Linked DNA regions of Gossypium hirsutum: region 2 is linked to region 1. The links are chromatin contacts, called in public Hi-C maps. All regions are on one chromosome and are shown on one strand. Each heading gives the region's core, a stretch centred on a gene start, on an enhancer-like site or on the middle of the called end of the contact. The rest is flanking DNA. Distances are from core to core; before and after follow the strand shown.

The links. A called contact is a pair of places that touch in the nucleus more often than the background predicts.
Region 2: a contact with region 1 is called in a Hi-C map of hypocotyl, with 3 times the contacts expected there. The contact joins two enhancer-like sites. A contact is called at or near these places in 5 of 34 Hi-C or Micro-C datasets (hypocotyl, leaf and seedling).

Annotation. Positions count from the first base shown.
Region 1 is chrA13:56,366,774-56,374,541 of Gossypium_hirsutum_v2.1, reverse strand. LOC107893850 (a long non-coding RNA gene) reads left to right here. Exons shown (of 6, transcript XR_005907564.1): 5 at 1,093-1,196; 6 at 1,536-1,883. Among protein-coding and RNA genes, the nearest start is that of LOC107893850, 6.1 kb to the left of the region's middle. Within about 2 kb of position 2,026, at least 6 of the 9 cell types and tissues checked have an H3K27ac peak or open chromatin away from gene starts, as enhancers often do. A contact at or near this core is called in hypocotyl, where this site is marked.
Region 2 is chrA13:56,513,486-56,520,803 of Gossypium_hirsutum_v2.1, reverse strand. No RefSeq gene overlaps it. Among protein-coding and RNA genes, the nearest start is that of TRNAH-GUG, 4.2 kb to the right of the region's middle. Within about 2 kb of position 4,738, at least 2 of the 9 cell types and tissues checked have an H3K27ac peak or open chromatin away from gene starts, as enhancers often do. A contact at or near this core is called in hypocotyl, where this site is marked.

The DNA of each region.
Region 1 (7,768 bases), core at 777-3,276:
TTGAGTTCTCTTTAATAAACAAAAAGAAAAAAAAAGTTAATTGTTTATGTTGCATTGCATCCATATGTCTTGTAATTTTATGTGTTCCATCAGTTTTCGGTCATGTTGCATTCCCAATGAATATTATAAACTATATTGTAGTATAATTGTTCTGTGGAATTTGTATAGTCAGATAAAAAATTCCAAGTAATCACCCGTAAGAAAAAGCTAACATGGACAGAAAAATGTAAGGTATGCGAGGTAGATGGTTTTAATTGGTGGGATCATTGATGATGTTGTGGAAATGGTTCATGAAATAATTTTTCCACAAGAATGGGATCTTGAATAGGGGTGCAAATGAGTTGTGTCGAGCTAAAGTTTTTAAAAGCTCGATCTTAAGCTCAACTTGAACTTTGAAGATTAAAGCGCTGCTTGAGTTCGATTGAGTTTCATTTTTCAAAAACTTGAGTGTAAAGATCGAACTGCTCAAGTTCACTTGATTTGGCTTGTTTACCTAGTAAAAAATGAGCTTGATTCCCATGCTCAAGTTCAAACTTACTTATTTGTGCTCAAGCTTGAGTTCAAATTGAAATTTTTCAATATTAACTAAAGATAAAAGGTTCAAGTCGCTTGATGGCTCAAGCTTGAGCTCAACTTGAAGATGACTGATTTGAGTTTTTTTTTCTTCTCTTTGCCAAATCCAAGTAAGGCTATCAAGCTTGAGTTCAACTTGACAATGACTGAATTGATTTGAGTTTTACTTGTAGCTGAATCCAAGTGACTTATGGGCACATTTATCTGGTTTTTACCCCTATTATTGATGTTCATTTTTTAGATACGAGAGTTACACGTTTGTAATTTTAGATTAATTCTAGATGGTTGAGCCATGCATGATTAGTTGATTAAAGAATTTACTTACTCTGATGAATCGAAATAATTTTCTTGTGATAAATATTCCCCTTCATTCTGTATGTTGGATTCATCTTCATGTTTAAATTATCCAAATTAAATGCTAATTATACTATTATGACCGATCTCTGGTTAAACTTATTGTGTAGGGAAACTATTTGATTCTAAATGTTGCTTTTAAAATATTTTTGGATTACCTTGTAGTGGAATTCAAAAGCAGATATCTTCCAGCCCCAATGCTATTAAATTAATAGTATTTTCATTCATAAGGATCAGCTTGGCATACACGGAGTTGAAGATAATTTGAGGTGATGGCAATTTTTGTGAAACTAAAGTTGAATTCTGCAGATTCCTTGTTAATGCTTTATGTTCTTATGCACTCTTCCATGGCTTAAAGTCATTCATTAATGCCCAAAAAATTGAGAGAAATGGGGATTAAAATGCCAGTTTAACCTGATACCCATATTTCTTTTATGGATATAATGCCTAAAGTTCAACTATGACCATATAACTTCATTTCTAATGAATTTGTTTAAGCAATTGTGCCTTTGTATAAATTGTTAAAATTCTGTTAAATGTACATTCAAGGTTAAACATGGTTCTGCTTATCAAGAATTCGTTTGACAAGTTGATAACGCTTTCTGCAGAATATGGTGACTTGTCTAGCAGTCGGTGGAATCGACCAAACTGAATAATGCAAATTAAATACTGTATCCTGTCTTGCTTTAATTTTCATTTTTCTTGAAGTATCAATGTTTAACACATTCCTGGACGTGGATCTAGCATATGACCCTCCAAAAACATGAAAAGGTTCCAAATACATGAAAAGGTTATGTTAACTCGGACTCGGGTGTAAGTGTTGGACATAGGCATCTGACTTGAGTATTTTTAATTTTTTCTAGAATTGAATGTATTTGGAGGACTCTTGGAGGACCATATCTTGATGCCCATGTTCGAGCATGTGTTGGAGATAAATTCAGATACAGTAGTTAAAACACAGTAGTACAGACAGTAGTTATTTAGGCAAAATGAAGAGTTGGGTTAATATAGTGAAAAATTTACCAAAAAAGAAAAAGTCAAACATACCCATATAAAATGCGTGCCTCTACTCACACCACTTGAGTCCAAGTAGCATATCTATAATCTATTTGCCCATGCTTTTAATGTCACATGTAGTGAGTGTTGGTGCACTCATATGGTCCTGTGACTGTCTTTTTCGCTCCAAACTATCAAAGTAGATGAATTCTAATGTTTGTTAGTTGTTTCAACTCATTTTTTCCTTTTGATTTTTATTTGATCAATAGGCACTATGCCTAACAAGAAATCTGAAGGAACCTTCACAGATTGTATCCATGTTCGACAATTTATGGTCTAAAACTATTGCTACAATATTGTGGCGGTTGTATGTCTTAGCAACTCAATTACCAGAAACATGTAGAACCCTTCAAAGGTTCTGAAATTCTTAACTTCATTTCTTAAATTAAAGAACACCAAAAGACTTAGAACCTTATCAGCTCGCTAGAGTCCCCACTTTTCTGACTTAAAAACTCATGATTATCGCTCCATACTGAGCTTCCCGTAATTATCTTTTCTTTGGAACAACCAAAGAAGCAGATGAATAAGAGAAGAAAATAAAGTAGAATTAAGAATAATTCACCCTGAGAATTCATTTCTTAGCTATTTATAAACCTTTACGCACAGTCTTCAACCATATCAAAACCATCCATTGGCAATTATTTTATCTCCCACTAAATCAAAACCATCCATTGGCAATTATTTTATCTCCCACTAAAGAACCAGTTGATTCTCATCCAATTGAACAAAAATTGAAACTTCACTATGTCCAAATCAGGCACTAAATTTTCCTAATTTTTCATTAAAAAACGTCAATTTCTTTTAATTTAACACTCAATTATTCCTAACTTCTAGGCTTAAAGAAAACCGGTTGCGACAACTCTCCCAACCTAAAAGAAATTTTATTCTCGAAATTTCTTTTCACGATCAGCCTCAAAAGAAGACTCAAAGGAAATATTCCCCTTCTCTGCCCTCATATGGTTCACGATAGTAATCACCTTTCATTCTTACCGGAACCCTCGACATGACTTATCCAATCGTACATTCGCTTTATACCTGCCCCCTATAATTTGTGAATATCAGACCATTCCGTTGTTGGATACCCCCAATCCATAGAGTTTCTTCACAATCTTAAATTGGCATACGCTCTAGGCGAACACTGCTTGACTGACATCTTGATTTCAATTCTAACGGATACTCTCGTAATTCCTACTTTTTTTCTTGTGCTAACTTCGCCCATCTAGCGGGCTACTTCCTTCACGCCACAAGGCGACTAAGCTCGCCCATAGAGTATTTTTGCTACTACCTTGAGGTACCAGAGTTACCACTCTAATTCTAGAGTTTTATTTCAATGGTAATGACAACTTATCAGCCATTTACAAAATGATTGTTGTTTGACTGACTTGGAACTTACTCTACTTCCCTGATGGTTACACACTAATGGTAACAACTGGCTTATATCCCTTCATCGAGAATATTAAAGGACTTTTCTTCTTTCGATGCCAACAGGTTTCATTCATGCACTAGTGGACTTGAATGGTTCCTTTACCACTCTTAAATTTTCCACAACTTCTTATACATGCTTTTGGTTATAAATAACCAGAACATTGAGAGGGAAGTTCATAATTCCACAAACCTTTTGCTTGTCTGGTTTACTTAATAGCCCTCATATTTCTTATCCATATCCTTCTTTTTCTCATCTAATTACTATAACGACTCGATAGTTAAGGGTGTCGAAAAATATATTTCCGGGGCTCCATTCCCGTAAATTGGACTTGTAAATAATAAATATTTACGAAGTTAGTTGTATAGTTAATTAGGTTTCGGTTAAGTGAAATTGCATGAATTAAAAGTTATTAAGTATAAGGACTAAATCGTGTATAGGGTAAAAGTTGAATTATAATTGAAATAAACTAAAGGGGCTAAAATGGAAATTAAACCATTTAGTAAATGGTTGTGTATAGGTGGCCGAATGTGGCTAAGTAAAAATGCATGTATATATATTTATTATAATAATAATTAAAATTGAAGTTATAATAAAAGAAATAATAAAAGTAAGTGGAAACATGCAAAATTAAGAAAGAAAAAGAAAGAAAAAAAGAAAATAAAGGGCGAAAGGAGAGAACACACGACGTAAGGGCTTTAAGCTTTCAAATTTCAATTTGTTAGTCAATTTAGTCCCATTTTTTTGTCATTTTTATATTTTTAGAATCCCGGTATTTAGGGCTACCCGACCCATATTGTAATTTTTAGTATTGTTCAAGATTTTAGATTTTGAAATTGTTGAATAGTTTAAGTATTAGGGATTAAATAGATAGATATTTAAGTTAGAAATGAAAAATGAGTAAATTATGGAATTAATTGTTGATTTTGAACAATAGGGGGCTAAATTGTGAAAATTTTTAAATTATAGAGTCGAATTGCAATGTGGTTTAGAGTGAAATTAGTAAAAAAAAGAAGTTAAATGTGATGATTAAAATTAATCTTGGTTTAGGGACTAAATTGAAGAATAAGTAAAATATAGTGTGAAAATTGAAATTTTAATGTGAAAATTTAATGTGTAATATTAATGTGATTTAATTGTTTTATTTCGTAGCTAATGTCGTGTAACACCCCTAGTCCGCATCCGACGCAGGATTAGGATTATGAAACATCTCTGATCAACAGTTCAAATCCAAACATTCATACGTATTCACTCAAGTCAAATTCATTCATAATTAAAATAAAATCAGTTCACATTTCAGGACATAATGATATATATCTTGCATATATAAGTCACAACTAAACTCAACGAATTGCTTACTGACTCAATGCATTAATAAACCTGATATTAACTATTATCAATCAAACCTACTTTTAATACCAGTTACACAATTATTCATATAGTCACCAAATCACATTCAAAGATATATATATATATATATATATATTGAACTTAGTAAGCCATAATACAAATCTTAAACCACTATATATGCGACTTAGGTAATAGACAAGTCGAACTTGCATGACTTACTCATTAAAACAAAATGAAACAACCTCATGATAATAATAATGCATTTCCATATAATTCCTTTAAGTATTAATCAGTAAAGATTATTCATACCTACTATAATCATTACAATATAAATATTTAGTCTCGCAAAATTTAACTATTTTATGCACACATCATTAAAAATACACTTATATATATATACACCTAAAGTTATGTATTAAATGACAAAATAGTAGTTTGGAATCTTAACTATTGATCATTTAATGTCATCCATGGTTTAACATTAAAAGCAGATTCTTAGTAACTATGTCTAATCATATAATCATATTATATAATTTAATAAGTAATCACATATAAATGTTTAATACATTGCACTATGACCAAATATACTAATAATAAACATGTACATATTGCGCAACCAACTAAGCTAATATATATCTATCCAACACTTCTTTATCGTTCCACATTTTACATTTCTATCACCATTTATTATATAATACACTAAATACGTATTATTCTTTTATTCTCATAATCAAATTTATTCACCTAACACCACATACCCATCCAAGTTCCCACTAGCAATTTTATCATCAATCAAGCTCATTAAATCTTTTAACCAAGAACATGTAAGACCAAATTTAGACATAAAAAGCAAACCGTTTTCAAGCATATAATACCTATCGTAACATTTTAAATATTCTAGCATGTAACTATAAAACCCAGATAGACATAGCTCATACTTAACATAACCGAATTCAACTTAAAGGTTTAGCCATTTTTGCATGGCTTTTATACAAAACCAAAATTCATCAAGTCAAGCACACTATAGTCTATACATGCCATAATTCGTATTTAACTTATAAAGGTACCCAAAATAGTAGATAGTGTGATGAGCCTCGCTGACGATCCCCGAGTTTGTAACTTAATTTCCAAAATCTAAAAAAAAAACAAAAACAAATATACACACAGTAAGCTATTATAACTTAGCAAGCCATAAGCAAATAATTGACCTAACAAAGTGTTCAACTCAATTAGGCTGATACATTGTAAATAAAAACTATATACCATTTAATCTCAACTTAAAACTTGTATATAAATCCCCATGTATACATTCGCACATGGACATTATTTTGGCCGAATGGTCAAAAGGCCAAATTGTCTTATTATCATTCAACTTTCCAAACAACTAATTATATTATAATCAAACCTGCATATACTTTTTACATAAGCTAGTAAATCACAATATAATATCGCATAAATATTTATATATATATGTATATCACCAACAGGGCCATTTATATATATAATCACACACTTGCATATAATTATGAATCATTTCTTGATGCTCAACTTTTAAAATCACAAAGCCGAATTCACATACCAACATCACTTAAATTTATTAATATCAACTTCACATGAACGAACAAATATCAAGTATAAACTTATCTTATCATTAATAGCCAACAAACTAACTCATACCTGGCCGTTTAACTCGTAATACACACTCGTACCCAATTTACCTTTGCCCGATGAACCATTCAGAATTAGATAGGATACTCAGATAATCACACAAGTTGTACAATGCCAACGTCCCAGACATGGTCTTACATGTAGTCACATATCGATGCCACTGTCTCAGACAGGGTCTTACTCATAAACACATATTGGAATCACATAACGATGCCATGGTCTTACTCGCACACATATATCAGAATCCTATGTCATGACATATGTATCCTAACTATTCTTAAGGTTCATACGGGGCTTCCGGACGTCGTCACTCAGTCAAAACGATTGCAAGAACATAGTTACCATGCTTATACACATTCGGAATTAGTACATAATAATTGATATATTTCATTATAGTATATAAACTTTGCATTTAATTAAAGTTCAATACGTCTATTTACTTATAAACTTACCTCGGACAACGAAAAATTGGTACGGATCGTCTAGTCGACATCTTTCGATTTCCCCCGATCCAAATTCAATTTCTTTGGTTCTTGATCTAAACATATTCAAATTAAGCTCATTCAAACATATTTTCATTCAATTTAGTCCAAAAACACATAAATGGGCAACTTACCATTTTACCCCTAACATTTACAATTTTTACAATTTAGAATCTATTGCACAAAACACAAAATGCACAAAATTTCACAACACCCATGTTAGGCCGAATAGTACCCATGCTCATACAAGTCCATATATTTTATCAATTTCACATTTTAGTCCCTCAAATTATTATTTTTGCAATTAAGTCCTAATTACTCAAAATCATCAAAAATTCCAATACAAAATATGTTAAGCTAAAATATATCTTTCATTTTTCATCATCAAACCAAAAAAATCACAAGCTATCAACAATGGCACAACTCAAAATATTCATCAAAATAAAAAATTCAAGCATGGGTTTTGTAGTACTCGAAGCAACGATCTCAAAAATGTAAAAATTATCAAAAACCGAGCTGAACACTTACCTTAATCTAGCTTGAACAAGGCTGAACCCTACTTTGTTTTCTTTCTTTTTCTTTGTTTTAGTTTCGGTGCAAGGATGAAGAAAATAACATGAATATGACTTATTATTTTATAATATAATAACATATATTAACTTATTATTATTTTACCTTTTTAACCTTAGTTAATAAATTATAAAATCACTTATATTATGCACTACCGTCCAATATTATATATAATGGGCTAATTTAATCATAAATACTCCCACTTAGAAAGCCATTAACAAATAATCCCTTTACAAAATAAACTACCCACTTTTCAATTTACGCGATTAAGTCTTTTTATTTAATCGGACAC
Region 2 (7,318 bases), core at 3,489-5,988, 140 kb before region 1:
ACAATTTTTGTACCATTTATAATGATTTTCTGAAAATAGAACAGGGGACCTCAAAGTTATTTTGACTCTATTCCACGCCACTTCAATTATCTCATTATTGGCAATTCTTTTGCTTACACGGTTTCTTTTATAAGAAACTAGACTCATTAAGATTTCATAACATAATTTATTCAGCCTCTAACTCAACTCTCACAATTTATGGTGATTTTCTGAAATCACGTTACTGCTGCTGTCTCAAGCAGATTTATTACCCATTCTTTGCATTCATATTATTTAACATGTATATCACCAAATCAATCTCATATAACCTTTCACCATAACCGAATACACACATACACATATGAGATTTTCACATATACTTCTCATTTCGCATTCATGATTCAATTCTGATCAATCTAACAAATAAAAGTATATAATACATACCTGACCAACTTAATGTATTGAACATATTCAATGGTAGTTTACTACGATCATTCGAAATCAAAATCTTACTCCAATCTTCGGCATTAAGTCTGCTAGGTTTAAAACCAAAATCCAATCACCACTACAAAGCATGCGGGACTTTAAGCCCGGATGTAATACCAGCACAAAGCCTTCAGGACTTAGCCCGGATATAACACCAGCACGAATGCCTTCGGGACTTAGCCCGGATATAACACCAGCACGAATGCCTTCGGGAATTAGCCCGGATATATATCTCATACAAGGCCTGTGGGTCTTAGCCCGTTAAAATCCTCAATTATCGTTCACATATATATATATCATAATACATTAGCATTTCATTTACCTTACTAGAACTCAAGCACAACATGCTTATCAATAATTTCACTTTCGGCTCAATAGTCACATGCAAAGAACCCGATTTCGTTTCACTATCCAACATGATTTCTATAACCATTCGGATACAAGTCATATGTACAAATTACTTATCTCACTACTTAATTCAAGTAGATACATTAGGTCACAATTTATATATTATGCTTATATATCATGATTTTATCAAATCATAAGCTAAGTTCCATTACTCAAAGACTTACCTCAGAAAATTTTAAATAGTTGTGAATAGGCTATTCGACTGCTTTCTCCTTTCCCTTATCGGATCTAGCTCCTCTTTGCTCTTGAGCTTAATTTAAACCAATAAATTTGTTTAATCATTTCGAACATCAAAGGCAATTTAAAGCACTTAACCCTTATACTCAATAATGAAACCAAACCGTATACCTAATTATTTTAACACATCACCTCCAATGCATATATTGACTAACATATACCCAATCCACATGCCAAGTTACCATGAATAAAAAAATTACATATATATATACTACCAGTAATCTAATTATCTACTCGATCATATAGGGTAACTTCAATGCATCATAGTTATACAATTTTCCATACACATACCGCATATTTGACAAACTGAAACTACTCTTACATATTATCCATTATAATCATTTCAATATATATATATAACATAGCTGAATATTCCTTAATATAAATGCATATAGTGATACTTTAGTAAAATATAATAACCATCTCCATAAGTATATTTTTACTCATGCAAAGCCCGTACCTAAATCAACCATAGGTAGCACCCAAATCATCAACATTTTAACGCACCAACTACTTAAACTTAATCTTTCATACACTTATATCTAATGTCATAAGAAATGACGAATGCCTAATTTAACCAAACTTAAAGATTTAGCCTTCATCACTTTAATTAACCACTACCTATTTTTCAAGACTTCAAATACAAAGAAATGAACACTTATACTCTTATGCCGAATTAGCTAATACTTATAATCCATAGCCGAATGTCATTAAACCTAAGCCACCATAATAATTTTACCTATCACCTCATACTTTATTATCAAAATGAATTAATTATACTTATAAAGATAATATCAAGCCAAAACCTATGCATAACATTACTTATATTATTCAAAATTATACCTTAAAAATCATATACATAGCCGAACCTTTTGATAATTAAACCTCTAATTATTTATTTCAATCACCCAAACGGCATTTGCTCCCATTTAACATTTATATACCAAACGATTGTTCAAGACAAACAAAATCTCATCTCCTCCCTTGACAACCACAACCGAAAGCTCAAACCAACATCCAAATTTCAAAGTTTTCAAATGGGCTAAATATGAAACTAGTTAATTAACTTAAACTAAGCTTAAAATTTCAAAAACTAACATAATTTACTAACCTTCTTCAAGCTTCAAGTGACCGAATGTTTTTGCCCCATTTCTTTCTTTCAATTCGGCCAAGAAGACAAAGATAAAAGCTTTGTTTTCTTCACCCAAATTTTTACTTATTTCTTTATTCATTAATATTATAAAAATTATAAAGCCATTTAGTTGCCTTAAAACTAATAAATAATACATATATATTGTCATAAACATCAACATGGCCGGCCACTATAAACAAAAAGGGACATTTGACATGCAAGTCCAAACTCTTTAACATATGTATTAATAAACCACTTATAAATTTATCTATCACATTTCAAAATTTTCTCACATAAGTCCTATTTAATAATTTCACATACAATTAACAAAATTACAGTATGAAACTTTCACACATGCACGTTCACATATAATAAGCATCGAATATGACGGTTAATTATTTTTACGACTCGGTTTTGTGGTCCCGAAACCACTTTCCGCTAGGGTCAAATTAAGGCTATTACACTCCCCTTCTATGCTATGTGCACCTTAATTTTCTTTGAGAATTGGTAATATTCTACTCAAATTTACCTCTATTCCATAAGTTATTTATTTCAATGTTCTTTTAAACATGCGACAAAATCATGTTGATTGATATTAAGGTTTTGAAATATGCGATCTTTTCAGGCTTGCAGATTCATATTAAGAATTGTGATTGCTCGTAAATGCTCCCTCAATCATGTAGATGATCAAGCTACTGTAGTCCCATCTCCAAATACTTTTTTGCTTATGCGTTGTCAATCCACTCCTATTAAGAGTTGGTTAGAAAAAGCTAACAGGGTCGAAGAGGACGAGGAAGAAATCATGGGTGTAAATAAAATATAAAACAAACATGTAAATTTGAAATTAATTACCAAATAATATGAGCAATTTCATACTAGAAAAATCAGAATATTTTGTCTCATAGTTAACAATTATTTTCACTCAATTGGCATTGTAAAAAGGAGAGAAAGAAATAAACAGGCACTGCATTACTTTGATCGTGTATTTATACTTTTTTTTTACTTCAGCTGGTTGCTGATTTGGTCTGCAAAATGAAAGTAATCAATTTTAATTTCACATGTGGTTGTCTTTACCATGAATACCTTGCGCATAATTTATGAAAATTTTACTTTATAAGTTTGCTCCACAAGATATATATTTTAGTTTATCTATATATATTAGTGTGAGGATGAACATTCCATATGACTTGTTATAAATCTGAGTATTAATAACAATTGTACAATATTAAAAAGTTTCATTAACGTATATTAAAAAGGATAGTCATCCTTCCCCCGGTTGAAGAACGTAATTATACTAGTAAATCAAATGCATAATTTATCCGGATGAAGTATGCATTACCAGATATACTTATAGTCTTCCGGGTTACGAATGTAAATTGTATAAGGACTTGTATGCAAAAATGTGCAAACTTTGAGGGCAAATTTTAGACTTTCTTGTTCTCGGTGTTTGCTTGTTATAAAATCGAGTATTAAAAACAACTTTACAATATTACCAACTTTCATTGACTTTATAATCCACGAGTTTGCCTTAAATATTAATGTCGACATTGTTCATGTGTTATTAAAATAAAACAGAACTAAACATTCCATATGGCTTGTTATAAATCCGAGTATTAATAACAACTGTACGATATTAAAAGTTTCATTGATGTATATTACAAAGGACAGTCATCCTTCCCCCGATTGAAGAACGTAATTATAATTGTAAATCAAATGCATAATTTAGCCGGATGAAGTATGTATTAGCCGGATGAATTTAAAATCTAGTTGGACTGTCACGTAAGATTACCGTTAGGGAGATAACGGAACTTAACGGAAAAGTGATCATTTCGTAACAAAATAATAACATAAGTGACTAAAACGCAATATTTCAAATATAAGTGACTAAAATATAACATGAGGCAAACAAAAGTGATTATTTTTATAGTTTACCCTTAAATTTATTATTGTTAAACTTTTTTTAACATCATGCTAAGGCTTGAAATCAAGACATCCCCATATAATTACCCATTACTAAAGTTACAAAGTAGAATCCGGAAATATTGGTTTAGAACTTGAGTAGATACATTTTTGAGTTACAAAATTTAGAGTAATCATCAAGTATAAAAAATATTGAATTGTATTCACGATATAATGTAAAAATCAAGATAATCAATTGAAAGATCATGAAATCCCGTGAAAACTCATGAAAATTGTATTCCAACCAAAGATTTAGAGAAATAAGATTATAGGGTTCCACAATTTGCCCCCACCTCACGGGGCTAAATTACCAAATCTGATTGAACATTTGCATTACAGTTAATAGGATTGCCATCTGATCTAATGGCTTTGGGTTGGCGGAATGAAAGAACCAACCTTTGGATCCAATAAACAGCAAAAGGAAGTGGCAGGCAAGGTCTTGGAGCCGAAAAGGAGTCAAACAAGTGGGACTAGAAAAAGAGAGTTTGACCATATGATCCAAAGGAAACATGATACCCTCAAATGAGTAGGAAATGATTGTTCTTTTTTTATACCACTTGGGTGTGTTTGGATGGCACCATCTACTACTCTATTAACTCTCTCTTTGAACACTAAATTATCAAAGTCACATGAATTTAGCTCTGCCTTTGTCCCTTAAAGGCAAAAAGAAGACACTACCAACCCTCCAAAATAGATGTCCCTCAATGTCCCCGCTTTGTGTTTTCTTATGTTATCATTGAATATAAATATGTATTTCTTCTCATATTCAATTTTTTAAAATTTATTATCCTATTATTATTTTCAATATTTTACTTTACTTATTTGTTTGTCACTCTTTCGGAAATAACAACATTAAAATAGTTTCAAAATTTTATTCATTTTCAACTATGATTCATATCTGACCTTGTTAATACAATTCTCAAAATCAATCTAATACATATTATTTTTACAAAATTATATTTCTTTCCTGACCTTTAATATGAGAATCCTACTTGACACATGCCCTTAGTTTCTCTCCTTTGCCCTCCCCAATCCATCAACTTCATTGTACCTAGGCTAGCACATCGGCTTCATTGTCATGTATAGTTCAATATTGCTCTCTTTTATTTGACAGCAAGTAGTTGGAAAGTCACTTAGACAAACAGAAACTAACAGCTTATTTCAGCATCTCTAAACAAAGCTCATGCACTTTGCAATTTCTGAAACTTTCAACCAACAACATCATGTTTACTATTACCATTACATCAACCATTATATACCCAAATCTTAAAAAGCTACAAATCTTTAGTTGTCCGAAAGTCATATCGAATCCCGACTAAATTCATAAACCGGATCAACCCCTTAAACAGGGATAAGCTCCGTTAATCTTTTGCATCAAAATTTTGCTAATTCTATTGAAAAAGTTGGGCCAATAGAATAAATTCCCTTAACAAAAGTCCCCCACTTAAAAGCTTAGGATACCTAGCACGGAAGCTATACTTTTTTTTTTCTTTCTTTGATAGTGCATATATTACCTTTTTAATATTAATACCACCTAATATAAAGAAAAAGATGAAAGCAATGGCCATCTGCTACACATACATCCCTTAAAAAAGGAAAAAGAAAAAGATTTGTTAGATTTCCCTTTTGTTTGGTTGCTTGGAAAGTTGCTAAGAAAACGGGAAAGTAAATTAGCCATTGCAGGTTTAAGGAACATGCATTTACTAGCATGTGTTAAAAGACAGTTCCTATTTATAACCATTTTGATGAACAAAATTGATGAGAGACTGAGATATCAAACTGTTTGAGTCAAAAATTCTATGTTTCAATTTATTGTTACCCCATCATTAGTTAATTAGGTGTAAGATTAAAGTACCATTTTTTTTATTCATTACAGGGTGTGAAGCTGTCATGTTGAAAGAATCACTGTTTGTAATGATTTGATTTAACCTGTTTTAGATGCATTAGAAAAGAATCAAATGGGAGCATCAAAAGCAGACAAAAATAATTCACTCATAAAGCAAATATATATAATAATAATAATATAAAAGGTAAAGCAAACAAACTGATAGAAAACAAAGATCTTTAGTTCTCAAATCACTGCCTTATCACAAGGATAATGGCACCCTGGAATCCATTTTTATGTCATCATCCAATTATAATGAGAATCATGCAACTACTGCTGCTGGTGGGAGGTTATCTCACTATCTCATTCACAAATGTCTTTTATATTTGATATTTACATTGAATGTCGAATAAATTTAAAATTAAATTAAATTTTAAAAAAGGAAGATAAAACTCTTTATTCTATTTTCCTCGAATTCAAATTTTCACTTAAAAAAAAAGTCAAACTTAAATTCATTTTATTTAAAAGTGATGAAAAATGGGTTTAGAATTATTGAGAAGAAGAGAGAAAGTTGACGTGTGAGGTAGAAAATTGAGTAACTGGCGCCTAAAACTGTGATTGATTGAAGCAAACAGTTACTTTCAGCATCAGATTAGTGATTTATCAAATGTGGAACACAACTGTCAACAATCAGAAACAGTTAGAAGCTTCTTTATACGTTTAATATGTTTGCTTACTTAAAATTCTTTTTATTTGATATGATTAAGGCCTACCTTTACAAATGTAAAGAATGAGGTTACTTTGAACCAAGGAAAAAAAATTGAGAGATGCTCCAAACTTCATAATCTGAAGGAGAGATTAGCTGGTATACCAGTTCAGAGCAAGGAAAAGAATTGATTGATTTTTGAAACCGATATTTTATTTATTTTTAATAATTCTTAATTTCTAAATGAATACTGGGGTTGAATCATTTGAGACACCCGGCCTATAAAAATAACCAAAATTTGAAAGACCCGCAGCTGTGAATGGTCAAAGAAGATAATTCCGAATCATCACATACGGGTCAGGTTGGGACAGTCTTTTCCTAACTTAGAGGGTAGTGCTATTTTGAAGATTGAAAGATCCCCAAGTTATACTTTAGACAAGACAGGAATGTCTTGATTCCTCCAGCAGTACCAACATCCCTTGGAAAAAACCATTAACGAAAGGTTCACTCTTCAGACAATAATGGTCGGCAAAGGTAAAAACATTGGCGCACCTGTATTTTTAGTGTGGTAATCCGAATATTGTAA